Regions from separate parts of the Sus scrofa genome. Here regions 1 and 2 are each linked to region 3. The links are chromatin contacts, called in public HiChIP or PLAC-seq maps. All regions are on one chromosome and are shown on one strand. Each heading gives the region's core, a stretch centred on a gene start, on an enhancer-like site or on the middle of the called end of the contact. The rest is flanking DNA. Distances are from core to core; before and after follow the strand shown.

Evidence for each region. HiChIP or PLAC-seq counts read pairs in DNA pulled down with a chosen protein or histone mark.
Region 1: a contact with region 3 is called in an H3K27ac HiChIP or PLAC-seq map of skeletal muscle. The contact joins two enhancer-like sites. A contact is called at or near these places in 1 of 47 Hi-C or Micro-C datasets (psoas muscle) and 1 of 2 datasets of contacts at active chromatin or transcription factors (skeletal muscle).
Region 2: a contact with region 3 is called in an H3K27ac HiChIP or PLAC-seq map of skeletal muscle. The contact joins two enhancer-like sites. A contact is called at or near these places in 1 of 47 Hi-C or Micro-C datasets (embryonic fibroblasts) and 1 of 2 datasets of contacts at active chromatin or transcription factors (skeletal muscle).

The regions. Positions count from the first base shown.
Region 1 is chr1:189,665,307-189,670,053 of Sscrofa11.1, reverse strand. No RefSeq gene overlaps it. Among named protein-coding and RNA genes, the nearest start is that of SIX4, 15 kb to the left of the region's middle. Within about 2 kb of position 1,468, at least 3 of the 83 cell types and tissues checked have an H3K27ac peak or open chromatin away from gene starts, as enhancers often do. A contact at or near this core is called in skeletal muscle, where this site is marked.
Region 2 is chr1:189,597,668-189,602,057 of Sscrofa11.1, reverse strand. No RefSeq gene overlaps it. Among named protein-coding and RNA genes, the nearest start is that of SIX1, 25 kb to the left of the region's middle. Within about 2 kb of position 2,462, at least 6 of the 83 cell types and tissues checked have an H3K27ac peak or open chromatin away from gene starts, as enhancers often do. A contact at or near this core is called in skeletal muscle, where this site is marked.
Region 3 is chr1:190,032,358-190,037,380 of Sscrofa11.1, reverse strand. No RefSeq gene overlaps it. Among named protein-coding and RNA genes, the nearest start is that of SLC38A6, 110 kb to the right of the region's middle. Within about 2 kb of position 1,905, at least 8 of the 83 cell types and tissues checked have an H3K27ac peak or open chromatin away from gene starts, as enhancers often do. A contact at or near this core is called in skeletal muscle, where this site is marked.

The sequences.
Region 1 (4,747 bases), core at 219-2,718, 370 kb after region 3:
AAACCATCTTTAAAGCACTTCCATGGATTTCCTGTTGTAATGAATCTATGAGGACTCGGGTTCGATCTCTGGCCTTGCTCAGTGGGTTAAGGATCTGGCATTGCCATGAGCTGTGATGTAGGCCACTGACACATCTTGGATCTGGCATCACTATGGCTGTGGTGTAAGCCAGTGGCTGCAACTCTGATTCGATCCCTAGCCTGGGAACTTCCATATGCCACAGATGTTGCCCTAAAGAGACAAAAAATAAACAAAGCACTTACATTAGCTAAAGCCTGGCTACACCCCAGTTGGGTCCACTAGTCATCTGGCATAAAGCTATGAAGATAACTGCATTACTGAGTGTGAAGAAGACTCAGCCTTGGTACAGTTTGCTCCTCATTTTAAAAGTACATGATATTTTATTTTGTGTGCTTCCCACACTAAAATGAAAAGGAGACTAGGTAAAAAAGTAGACTTGGATCAACTATATAATTCTATTACAAAACTAGTTAAAGTCATCAAATTAATTTCATGTTATTATGTCTAGACTTTTTTATATTGTCATTAAGTTCATTTATTTAGCAATTTTCTATGTAGTTAAACCAGTTGAAGTGAATAGTATATCCGTAGGTGGGATTATATTCATAATAACCAGACAAACATTTTAAAACATTTGCCAAGGTCACTGATCTACTTAAAACATTTTAGTAGCTCCTTGGAAACTAGCAAATTAAAACCTCTCAATGGGAATGCAAGACCTTCAGCAATACAATTCTATCCCACTTTTCTAATTTCCCTTAAAAACAATGTGTGGAAATTTACCTTTGTTCATCACAATTTCCAATAGAGTAGATAGTCAATAAAATACATTCTGATAATGGTCAATGCTACAAAGTCAATGACAGGGTGATGGGACCGAGAATGGGGCATGGGTAGAGGTGGGGACATACATTAGACTAGTCAAGGAAGATGTGTGAGGAAGTAACATTTCAGAAGAGAGATTTGAACTGTAAGAGGGAGCCAGCCTGCAAGACCTAGAATAGAGCATTCCAGACATGAGAAGTAGCAAGTACAAAGGCCTTGAGAGAGGAGCTCAGTGGCTGGATAACAATGTTATTCACTCAGGAGTCATGTGACAGGAGATGTGAACCAGATCACAGGTAGAGCTTTATTGGTCTGTGCCAAGTAGTTTGATTCTGAGAAGCAAGGAATGATATAATGAGATTTCCACTTAAAAATATCACCAGCCTACTCTTTGGAGAACATTGTACAAGGCAAGAGGGAGGGCAGGGATTAGGAAAGTATGTCATATTGTCCTAAGCTGTTGGACAGGTAATATGTGAGGAGCTCTTGAAGTGTGTATGGCAGCTTGTCTGCAAAGGTCTCCAGAATTTTGTACTTTCTAAACCTGTCTATGCTGCTTCTTGCTTTTAGCCAAAGCTGCCAGCTTCCTGCTATGATTGTCCCAGCCTGACCCTGTGCCCTGAACTTCAGTCTGGTAGATCCAGTTCCCTAATGGATATTTTCAGAATCTCCTAGTCTAGTCACCTATGACTCTATATATGAAAATGCAAACTATTAACTTCCCCATAACCCTGTTCCCCACTCTGTGTTCCTAATTCATCCATTGGCCAAATATAAAATCTGAGATTCACTCTGGAGTCTTCTGGGTTTTTTTCTTTCTACCTCCTGCATCAGATCACTGCATCTATCCATGTCTGCTCTCTTACTGTCTCTTGAATCAGTTCCTTCCCCTCCATTTCTAGGGTTACTGCTATGGCGTAGGCACTTAACTATTTCTTGACTGAATTATTGAGACCTCTTCCTACTTGGTACCCAGGGCCTGGTCCTCATTCTAAGCTACATTACAACTATATTTTCAGATTGGAGTTTCCTTGTGGTGCAGTGGGTTAAGGAACTGGCATTGTCAGTGCTGTGGCTCGTGTTGCCTCTGTGGCTCGGATTTGATCCCTGGCCCAGGAACTTCCACATACCTCTCACATGGCCAAAAATAAAAATAATAAAATAATTTTAAAAAATGTATTCAGACAGAGCTTTCAGAATTCAAGACTTAGCCCAGCCTCACATTTCAATTAAGAACCTTCAATGGCTCCCCTTTGTTTATGAAATACCACTTAAATTCCTTAAACTACAAATCCTCCAAGACCCAGGCCCTACCTCTCTGTGTAGCTACATGGATCTGTTCCCCAATGAGATGAGGATCTTTCTTACCTACTCAAGCTCCAAGACTTGCCAGATATCACATATTCCAGAAAGCTCTGCCTCACCCTCAAAAACAGAACAGTGCATGGCTCATCCTGTGATCAGACAGGAATGTATACCTTTCATACTGTTACTTATCACATCACTGTAATTATGTGTTTGCCTCTCAACACTTTCATCTTTGTTTCTCTGGCATTTAGGGTAGCAAAGCATAGTAGGCACTTAAAGATTGTCAAATAAATAGTGACTCCAGCAGTCACTGATCCCTTTAAATCATTTCACTTTCTTGGATTAGGGAAACTTATGGCTAAACTGGTTATTTAAAGTATTATCCCTATTTGAAGTACAAAAATAAATCAATACATCTTGGGGTAGGGCCTGAGAGTGATCCTTTGAATATTTTAGCATTAGTGGATGGTCTTTATGGTAATCATTTTCCTTATTGCTCCAAGGATTTTTCCACTTACTTCCAAATAGAGGCTGGATTCCAGATGATAGCGGCTTGCTAAAATTGCTGGAGGTTTCTAATTAGGAGGTTAACAAAACTTTTATCTTTTTTTTTTTTTTTTTTTTTTTTTTACTTTTTAGGACAGCACCCACGGCATATGGAGTTTCCCAGGCTAGGGGTTTAATCAGAGCTGAAGCTGGTGGCCTACACCACAGCCACAGCAATGCAGGATCCAAGCCCTGTCTGTGACTTACACCACAGTTCACAGCAACGCTGGATCCTTAACCCATTGAGTGAGGCCAGGGAAGGAACACACATTCTCATTGTTACTAGTCAGATTTGTTTCCGCTGTACCATAACGTAAACTCCAGAGGCTGGCTAAAGTTTGACAGATAAGTGGGAGCATTAGCAAAAATGTACTCACTAAGCCTATTTAGAGCAATTTCAAAATAGTGGTAATGTGCGGAAAAGCTATTTATGCTTGTATATGAATATACTTTCTAAAAATATTCTCTCTGTAGATATATTCCTATTATTTGAACTGAACACATGTCTAAAGAGTCTATGAGGAATAGTAAATGGAATGTAGTGTCTAGGCATCAGGAAATTTGGATTCTAATTAGCCTTTAGATTTGGGAAATCAACTCACCTCTCTGGGATTTTTTTCTTGTTGAAATGGGTGTATTGTATATCATTATATTTGAGATCCATGTGGTTACAAAAAAAGGGGGGGTTAATAAAATGCACTCCCTCCTCCCTGCAATATAGGTTAAGAAGAGAAAATCAATTAGAGAGTGAAAGTACACCGTGACCTACCAAGGGCTACAAATGTAAGATAAAATAATTGATGTTGAATCAACAACCTGTGACCTCCTAGGACTATTTAGGGGTGTAGAGCTAGTGAGGCAGGTCTGGTTTTGTACTTCTCCACTTTCTTCACCTGTACCTACTTTGCTCCCTTTTGGATCTGCCCTTCCCTCAGGTATTGTCCTATGTCCCCAAGTGCCTTAAGTGATAATCCTGTGTGGGTGGTTAACAGTTTAAGGTATGACAATCCCAACCCTCCATCCCTGGGGAATTTGCACTTTAAGGAAGCCTTTTAAAGGCACACACACACACACACACACACACACACACACAACCAAGCTATAATCATGGAAGATAAGTTGCAGATTAATAAAACTGAACAAGGTGTTCCCTATTTCAAAACATAGCAGTTGTGTGTGTTTGGGGAATAGGGAGAGAGGATGGATGAGAGGAGGAAAGAAAGAATGTCCCCTTTTTCTTTTTTCTTTTTAGACCCACACTCCTCGGAATATGGAAATTCCCAGGCTAGGGGTTTAATTGGGGTTGCAGCTGCCGGCCTACACCATAGCCACAGTAATACAGGATCCAGGATCTGAGCCTCGTCTGTGACTTACACCACAGCTCATGTCAACACCAGATCCTTAACTCACTGAGTGGGGCCAGGTGTGGAACCCGCAACCTCGTGGATACTAGTCAGGTTTGTTACCGTTACCAATAAGCCACAAGGGGAACTCCCACACTCTTTCCTTTCTATGTGTGCTCCACTTCCCTACTGGGTATCAAGGACCAGGCAGTGGAATCTGAGCTGTTGTGTCCTCTGAAAACAATTAAGTGTATTTTCCCCACACACATCTTACCCAGAACTGGGTGATTTCCTTCAAGAGGAGTCCTTTGTTGAAAAGTCATTAGCTATAATGAAACCATAAAAATTAGCCATAGAGAAACAAGAACTGTTCTGTGTTTTGTTTTGTTTGCTTTTTAAGCTGTGTGTGACATAGGCGCTGTGCCAAAGAGAAACCCAAAATATACATTTGGTTAAAATTAGGGAATATAGACAAATTTGTGCTCTTGTTTATTTATTTAATAAGTACATTCTTACTGTGTTCTTTAACAGATGGATGACCTTGAATATCTTAGTGTAAATGTATTACTCATTGCTTAGCAAATGGGTTTTATTAGCACTTAGTGGGAATGAAGATGGATTAAATTCTGTCCCTGCATGAATAATCATCAGAGATCTTAAAAGTGATCAAGGATCCTATCCCAATCATCCCAGGTAGATGTTCC
Region 2 (4,390 bases), core at 1,213-3,712, 440 kb after region 3:
GCCAGGGATCAAACTGGCAACCTCGTGGTTCCTAGTCGGATTCCTTTCTGATGCACCATGACAGGAACTCCCAAAATAATATAATTTAAATCAATTCATTTTACCCTGATAAACTAAGAATGGGGTTTCAGTGTACTATATTAATATACTGCTTCCAAACAATCTCACATATGAATTCCAAGGCAGTAAGAAGAATGTTAAATGAGCAAAACTGATTGCTAGATGGACTAGAACCTACCAAGAAATATCAAAAATCATGCCAAACTTATTAAAGTTGCTGGTCAGAGAACTTGGCCTCTAATACCATAGTTCAGCATATCAGTCACGGTTTACTGTGATTGATGTGCCTGGACTATCGCTCACTCTAAGTCATGTTGCTGATACTGGATGAGTCAGGATTAGGACCTGGCTCTGCATCCTATGGTGTGGTCACCTTGGCTCAATGTTGGGTGGTTCTGGCTTGCACCAGTCATCATTCTTCATTAGATTCTAGTTCCTTGCCCACCTTCCTTGAAAGGGATATAATTTTATGACCATTAAGTTTCATATTTCCATCAGAAAGATGAAAGGTCATCTTGACCCATAAGATGGGTGGGGCAGCATTTACTTTGTCTGTGTGTGTGTTTGGGTCTGGAAGAGAAACTTAAAGAAATGGCTATTTTCTGATGATTGTTTTTGTATGTTTTTTCCATGAAAAAGAGTAACTTCCATATTTCCAGAAGTGCTCTTTTATTCTCAGAATTTCCCTGAGTTTGGAGCCATTGTCTCCTATAGTACAAGCACCCAAGTTTTGGAGTCAGGCAGACCTGAGTTCAGGTTTTGACTCTGCTATTTTCTGTCTCTGCCACCCTGAACAAATAACTTAACCATGCTAATACTAATACTAATAAATAGCAATAGTGGTTGTAGTAGTGGTAGAGTAGCAGCAGCTGTAGCAGCAGCAGTAGTAGTAATTATATAGTTAGGACTTCTAGGCTAAGAGCTTTGTCTGAACTTGTTTTCTCACAACCCTAAGAAATAGTTTATATTTGTATTCTCACCTTACAAATGAGCAGGTGAGGCTAAAACAGGTTATGTAACTTACCTCTAAACCTCATTTCCCTTTTCTACAAAGTGGAGATAATTGTGCTACTTGCAAAGATTAAATTGCTGTGTGGTGCAGGTTTTTCAGAGCATGACGTATAATAAGTCCTCAGTAAGTGGCAGTGTTAGCTAATATTAGTATACCTGATTTTACACAGCCAATAAAACCTTATTATGCTGCTATGTACTTTGCTAAAATAATAGAGTAATTGATTTTACTTGTTAGGGAGAGATGGCATGGATTATTATTAGTACATGTTACTTGAGGGTTCGTAAATTCTAAGCATAGTCTGTGATCATGATTCCATTCTTTCTGCACAACAATTTCTGGGCCTTTATAAATGTGATTTGGCAACGCACATTAAGAGAATCTTTGGAGTTCCCGTCGTGGCGCAGTGGTCAACGAATCCGACTAGGAACCATGAGGTTGCGGGTTTGATCCCTGCCTTTGCTCAGTGGGTTAACGATCCGGCGTTGCCGTGAGCTGTGGTGTAGGTTGCAGACACGGCTCGGATCCCGCGTTGCTGTGGCTCTGGCATAGGCCGGTGGCTACAGCTCCGATTGGACCCCTAGCCTGGGAACCTCCATATGCCGAGGGAGCGGCCCAAGAAATAGCAACAACAACAACAACAACAACAAAAAGACAAAAGGAAAAAAAAAAAAAAGAGAATCTTTAGCAAGGGATGTCTTTCAGTCTTTTATTTTTCTTTGATTCATTCTTATTCAAAATTATTTTGGCTTGATTTTTAATATTCAAAGTGATATGTGGCTCCTTAATCCTACTCCAAATATTGCTGGATCAGGAAAGGGACGTTAGAAATATCTTAGGCCAAGTTACTAAAGATTGTGGCTTAGCAACAAGCAATTATTTCCCACCATTCTGGAAGTTGGAAGTCATAGAACAGGATACCAGCATGGTTAGGTTCTTGGTGAGTGCTCCTTGTTGGTTTAAAGAGGGCTCTCTTCTTGTTTTCTCATATGGCACAAAGAGCAGAGAGTTAGCATTCTGGCCTCTTCTTAGAAGGGCCTAATCCAATTCATGAAAGCTCTACTCTCATGATCTAATTACCTCCCAAAGGGTCCCCCTCCCCAAATATCATCACATTGAGAGATTGGATTTCAACATATGAATATTGCAGGACACAGTCAGCCCATAACATCTACAAAACTATGTTTTCAATATGGAATTTCTCTATTTTTAAGATTACTTTTTAAAAAAATTACATAAATTGACTGGCTGCTTATGTCCAATGTCAAAATTTCATTTAAGAAGATTTCGAGAGTGAAACTCTTGCTCTTTTACTAAGAAGACATCTGGCTACTATTTACTGAACTGTAAGAACACGTCTTTTGTGAACAAAGATTTCCCTGGCCAACAGGAAAGCGCCCTGTAACTTTGGATGTGAGTGCCACCTGCTGGATGTTGTGCACAAATATTTTCCTGTAACTTCAACCCAGGAATTTGTAGTTCTTTATGGGAAAGTGCCCAAGTAACACCCCTTTGATTTTAGGTCACAAGGACAGCTGTAATGCCTAATGAGTAATGCGATCTTTGGGTAAGCATGCAGATTTATAAGAAAACATACCCAGGAAACAAACTCAATGCAAAAATATTCCACTGAGCTATTGTTTATAAGCTTGCCAGTGCCAAGAATAGAGTAAATACTCCCCTGTTTATATTATGAGCTCATGAGTTTTATATGCTGGTGACATAGGCAGTCAGTGGGTGGCTTTTACCTTATGGAGGCTGTACCTATATCTTGCAGCAGGATAGGAAATTAGGAACCCCTTGGCTGTGACCATGTGTTGGCTTCAATGCCAAATATTTAATCTCATCCTAGAGTTTTGGTTTTGGAGCCCTAGCCTCTGTTGGCAGTTTAGTGGAGAAGCATCCCTTTGCATTGCTTTACTCTAGTGGACTCTGTGACAGTAACTTCACCTGTGACTTATGGGGCATCACAGGAGCATTGGGACAGCTTGGAATTTCCATCAATGGCAAGAAGGTAGAAATGGCCCTTTAGGGGAAATAAATAAATATTCATCTATTAAGATCTTCAGAGTTTCTGCCAGATTGGTCCTTGGGACGAACATGAAAATTGCATAGCATTGTTTGTCGCTAGCCACCTGAGAGAGAGAGAGGAAATGAAGCTTAGGAGAGGGACAGTCAGTTTAGCCTTTTCTTTGGATCAGTTTTGATCACTTTTGCAGAAATTTTATATTTCTGGGAGTTGGTCCCCAGGTTATCACTGACCCAGGGATTATCTCTAGTGTATCTTTGACATGATGAGCCAGTTTTCTGTTTTTAGGATTTTATGGAAGCTGGTGGCATGCATTTCTCCTCCCCTGGTTCCTTTTTCCTATTACTGGAAAACATCATGAATAATTCACAAAGGAGTCTGTTGGGCTAAAGTAAAAATCCTTTCTTTGTTCCAAAGTTGTTTAATGGGTTTTTTGTGGCTAAATGTATAAACCCACGTAATAGGCTTCAGATTTGGAAAGGTCTCATGGCAGATAGAGCTTTCTCGTTTTGTTTCTGGTTATGTCCAGTTTCGGACTTTGAGAACACAAGGATGTTGGCATTCAGAATTTTATGTGGAAATGATAGGTGGTTGATGAGACTTCTTCAAAGATTTCTAGTTGATAAGAATCTATACTACAGATGTTAACTAGACTCATTGTGGTGATTATTATGCAATACATACAAATATGGAATCATTATGTTGTAACGTAATGTTATATGTCAATTATACCTCAATAAAAAAGAATCTATATTGGCGTTTCCTCTGTGGCTCAGTGGATTAAGAATCTGACCAGTATCCACAAGGATACTTGTTCTGTCCCTGCCTCACTCAGTGGGTTAAGGATCTGCTGTGAGCTGCACTGCCGTGAGTTGCAGTGTAGGTCGTAGATGCGACTCAGATATGGCATTGCTATAGCTGTGGCATAGGCTGGAAGCTTCAGATCCGATTCAACCCTAGCCCAGGAACTTCCATATGCCCTAGGTGCAGCCCTAAAAATGGCGGGAAAAAAAAAAAGTATCTACAGTGTATGAGATCACATGATGTTTGGCACTCTTGTCTGTGCCTACCTCAATGCCAAGCAAGAATACAGAATGGAGATGTGGGAGGTGTCTTCTCACAACATCAGTGGCACAATCAGTTGCTGATGAGTGCATGTTAATGTTTTTGACTTATCTCTACATATGTTCCCTGATTTAACCTAGATTTGTGGGCTGGAAAACGTGGAGCCACTCTTCACTGGGGGAAAATCCCCACTTATTATTTGTCCCTTAGATCTCTCAGGATGC
Region 3 (5,023 bases), core at 656-3,155:
CAAGTGAGAGCTGACACTGGGGAGCAGCCAAGGGCTGAAGGGAGACTCTGGAGGAATAGGAATTGCCAGAACCAAAAGCTGCTTTGGAGATGGGGAAGGAGTTGAGCTCTGAGGGTTCCCCTGGGGGTGGAGGAGGGCACGGACCAGGACATAGGGTGGGGAGGAGATCTGGGGGGAAATTTGCCCTGTTTTGACAGCTTTAGTTTGCCATACTCAGTACCAGACATTGACTTGAGTAACTGAGGTCCCTGCCCTCTGCCCCGTACTTTGGGGGCCCCATTCCTGCCCCTCCTGGATCAGAGCACTTCCCATGAGGCAATGAGAAGTCTGTAGGACCACGAGGCTGTGCCCACCTAGTTCCAGTGACACCTCACTCTAGTCTTGCTCTAGATAATTGAACCTGGAAATGCCACACCCAAATGGCCCCTACCTATGGCCTCTGCCCAGGTCTGTCCTCCCGAGGGTGGCCAATATGCACACTCCTGGCTGCAGGCAGTGGCCAAGTGGCATGCAGAGATGGAGCTTGGACGTGCATCCAAGCTGTTGAGTTGTCTGTGCATGGGTGTATGCGAGGCCTCCCACTGTGCAGGACAGAGGAGGGTTTGGAAGAGAAAGACTCTCCATTCGTCCCCCATAGGTATCAAGGACAGACCTGGAGGTAACCTGTGGGGTCCTTTTCTTACAGTTCTGGAATCTTTTCCACACCAATCACAATATCTGCAACCCCACCTCTGAGCAAAGAACAGCAAGAAAGGGAGGCTGAGTGCATGCATCTCAAGTGACTCCAGAAAGATAAAGACACACCTTGATGCCCCGCAGGTAGCATGAAAGACAAAAGGAGGGGCCACCTCTCTTTCTGGCCTGTAGTCCTAACTCAGGCTCCTCTGCAGAATCTTTACATCTTTCATGAAAACCAGTAGGTCTCCCCCGTACCTCTGCTCTGATGACAAGGCAGCCCCTTTTCCTGGGGAGAAAAGCCACCTGGATTATCCCCCCCACACACACCCATGTCTGGCTGCCTCGTCATCTTTTTAATAATCTCATAGGAAAATATATTGTTTTTCATTTGCCTCTTAGTTCCTCCCTCCTCTAGCAATTTCTTCTTTCTCCCTCTGAAACCTTATTTTTGCTGTATGGAACCCTGGGCTATAGATTGCCTTAAAAACATGCACTGTAAAGTAAACACATATGGCTGTATCTCTGAATTGTCCAGATCAGGTCCAGCTGTAGAACTTCACCCTTCCAGCTGTTTCCTTGTGAACAGCCCAACAACTGCAGGATCCTGGCTTAAAAGCTACTGTTACTGGTCAGGAGCTCCACGGACACGGTTCACCTTAGATCACCATGAAGAATCGGAGCAGCCCAGGTCAATGGCCCAGGCCCAGGCCCCTGACAAAGCAGGCAGGGTACTGCTGCAGCCCAGGGGCAGGGTGGGGGGAGGGCAGAGAGTGACCCCAGGCTGCCAGAAGCTACCTGACACCTGTGTCCCCGGGGTGTTTCATAAGCCCCAACAGCTCCATAGTTTTAGGGGAAGCGGGGGCTCCCATTACTGTACCAGCCCGTCACCTTCCCTGGAAAGTAACTCCCACCCCACTTTGAACTTTGTCCCCGGTGAAGGAGGGGAGGTGACTGCATATGTCAAAAAAGGTCCAGTCTGGCCTCAAAGAAAGGGCTGCACTGTCTCCCTCTCACAGAGCCCTCTGCAGTTCCTTTTAATCCGCTTACTCGGTGCTCCCCTCAGGTGGGGGGAGCACAGATCCCTCTGTCAACAGCTCTATCTAGAGCAGCCCCGGGGCCAGCCCAGCCTTCACCCTGGCCCCTCGGCCTGCTCGGCGCTCCCTGACCCCGGGACTCAGCTGTGAGAATCAATCATCTCCTTCCAGAACTCATCATTCAGCAGCTGCGGGGCCTCAGCTATTTTTACTGCCCTGGGAAACCCGTGGCCAAGGACGTGCTGGGCTACCTTTGCAGGAGGTGTTGCTGCAGAAAGAAGCCACGGGTTGTCAGGGCAGCTGAGCCTCTGCCTCAAGGTTAAACCCAAAGTGTCTGCCCTAGAACAGGAGAGCACTTGACCTTCCGCTGTGCTGCAACATGAAGGCTTATGTGGGGGAAGCAGAGGGGACCGGCCCAGGGCTGAGGTAGAAGGGAGGGGGAGGGGAGCGGGGTAGACACATGTGTGCCTGGGCTTCTCCTACCCAACAGGGGTGTCAGAAATCATAACAGCTCAGGCACCTGCGCTGCCCCCGCCAAGAAACACCCTTCAACAACCAACACACACAGGGAGCCTTCTATGCGCTGGCCTGGCTCTGGGCCTGGCAGTTCAGGATCTGCCCTGGAGCTGGCCAGCATCTAGAGAGGCCAAATCTCACAGAGCATCACCAAACCCACAAAGAGAGCTTCCCGGTCAGTCCACCCATCACCCTGTTCTTTGCCAGCCTGAGTTTATAACTCTCTTGGTTCCCAGGGGAGGAACCCACGGGGTGAAGGAGCAGGTGATGCAAAGCATTTTAGATTTGCAAAGGTTCATCCGACACCCTAAACAAGCTCCTTCAGCACAGTCCTCTGAGGTAAGTCAGTATTTTTAGTCTGTTTAAAAATAGTCTGGACGGCCAGCAGCTCGGCTGCCTGTGCACACGTGTGCTTTGCTGAGTGGGAAGAGCAGAACTTACCGAGGAGGTCCTATCAGCCACAGGTGGGACAGGTCTCAGGCTCCCTCTATGTCTCCCATCTCCAGAAAGGAAAGAAGGTGGTCTGGAAAGGAAAGATGAGGTCTGAGGCTCTGCTGTTTGCACCTCTGTGACCTCTTGGGTGGCAGGGAAGCAGAACCATGAAAAACTCTGATGGAGGGATGGGTGATGGGGTGGCTGATGGTCTGGATCCCATTCAGGCTCCAATGAGGTGAGTCCAGATCCAGTTCTCCCTGAGCTGGGGAACAGGCTGGTGTGCCATTGCCTCCCTGGTCTGTTGAGGAGGAGCTGGGAGGCTAAAGGCTCAGATTCAAGGTGGAAAGGGAGATACTCATGGAACGTTATGTCTCTCAGAGCAGGAGGCAGGCGTGAGGGCTGCTTGGGTTACGTGAGACAGTGTGTGACCTCGCCTGGGTGGGGCAGCAGCATGAGGTCCTGAGAGGTTTGTGAACCACCCCAGGGCCCTGGAGTCCAGTCAGGCCCAAGACCTCCCTCCGTGCCCCAGGCTCTCTGTGGCTGTGATCGACCAGGCACTTTACTGCTCTGAAATAGTCTCTCCCACAATCAAAGCCAAATTAGCAAATCATTTAAAGAATAAGTCACTTGACACTTTCATTTACAGCTGGGGAGTGTGCAAATTGACATACCTAACCTTTCTGGAGGACAATTTGGCAATTAGTATTAGACCTTAAAAACATTCACAAGAGCTAATCGTTTCTGCTTTATACACTTCCCCAAAGCAAAGGATGCCCAACAACTGCGGAATAGTGAAATGGATGCATTTACGTAATGAAGTACTGGGTTGTTACATATTTAATACGGTGGGAAAGTGCTAAAAATGTAATGGCCAATTTGAAAAGGCAGAATAAAGACTGTATATAGACTATGATCTCAAGATTTTTATTATTGTAACAGTTTCTAGAAGAACAAAGGTCCCTAAGAAAATTCCTGGGAGTTCCCGTTGTGGCTCAGCTGGTTAAGAACCCAGCGAATATCCATGAGCATGAGGGTTCAATCCCTGGCCTTGCTCAGTGGGTTAAGGATCTGGCATTGCCATGAGCTGTGGTATAGGTCGCAGATGCAGCTCAGATCTGGCATTGCTGTGGCTGTGGTGTAGGCCAGCAGCTGCAGCTCCAGTTCAACCCCTAGCCTGGGAACTTCTATGTGCCACGCATGTGGCCCTAAAAGAAAAAAGTGCTTTGGGTAAGTGGACATTTGGGGCCGAAATCCAGTTAAAAGCTTAACATTCACCAAGGTTCGTGAAATACAGAACAGAATTTAAATGGCTGTAGAAATAGATGTTTGGAGATTGAAGTAACCCTGAGGACATAAGGCCCCTGCAATTCACAGAAACACGGGGGAGGCCTTGGCCTTCTGGAGAGTGTGTAGCGGGGTTGAGCTTTTCCAGCAACACGAGGGACTGGGAATTCCTGGCTGATGTCTGATTTGTGTGTAAACGTACATACACATACATGCACATGGGACTGAAAGAAGAGGTACCAGGATTTCAGCAGTGGTTACTCTTGGGTATAGGGATTATGATTATGTTTATGTTCCTTGTTATACGGCTTAGAATTTTCCAACTCTGGTATAATAAAGATGCATTTTGTACTTATAAAAAAAAAACAAAAACGTAAATACAAAGCACTGCCTTTCCATGTAACATGTGGTGTGTCTGTTTCTCTGTGGGTGCTCTGCCTCTGGGTTGATGGGAAGCCGGGTGGACCCAGGTCCCGCCGCGGACACCAACTCTTCATGGAACTTGACCCAGTGCTGGGTGCCACTGACCTTCCCGCTGTGAACACACTAAAGACCACTGAAGCCCCCAAGCTGGAGCTCTAGGACATGCCAGATGTGTTCCAGTCTTGGCTACAGCTCACATCATCAAATCTGTGAAAGGGAACCTATTTCCCTGCAAAGTGAGTCTCAATTACCATTGTTGGAAGGATATAATCAACCATGTTTCCTTGTTTTTCTGCCTCCCTTTGATCTTTGTTTATATATATCTTCTAAAAGCTTGCAAGTAAAATATTCCATACTGACTTTTGTCTTTGAATCTTTCCTCTCCTTATAGCAGAGCAGATGCCTAAATTGCTGGATTAGTTCTCTTTGTTCTTTTCTTGAAGGGGAATTCTTTAGATAGCAAACGGAGATGAAAAGACAACCAACCCATATGCCCACTATACCTTTGGGTGGACAAGGCAACTATTTCTGTCTTAGATGATAATATATACCTATACCATCACAGTTAGAACTTTCCTACCATTGTGCATGTGGGATTGTGGAAATGCTTCACTGACCAGCCATTGCTTCTTAAATCATATTGAGGAAGAAGA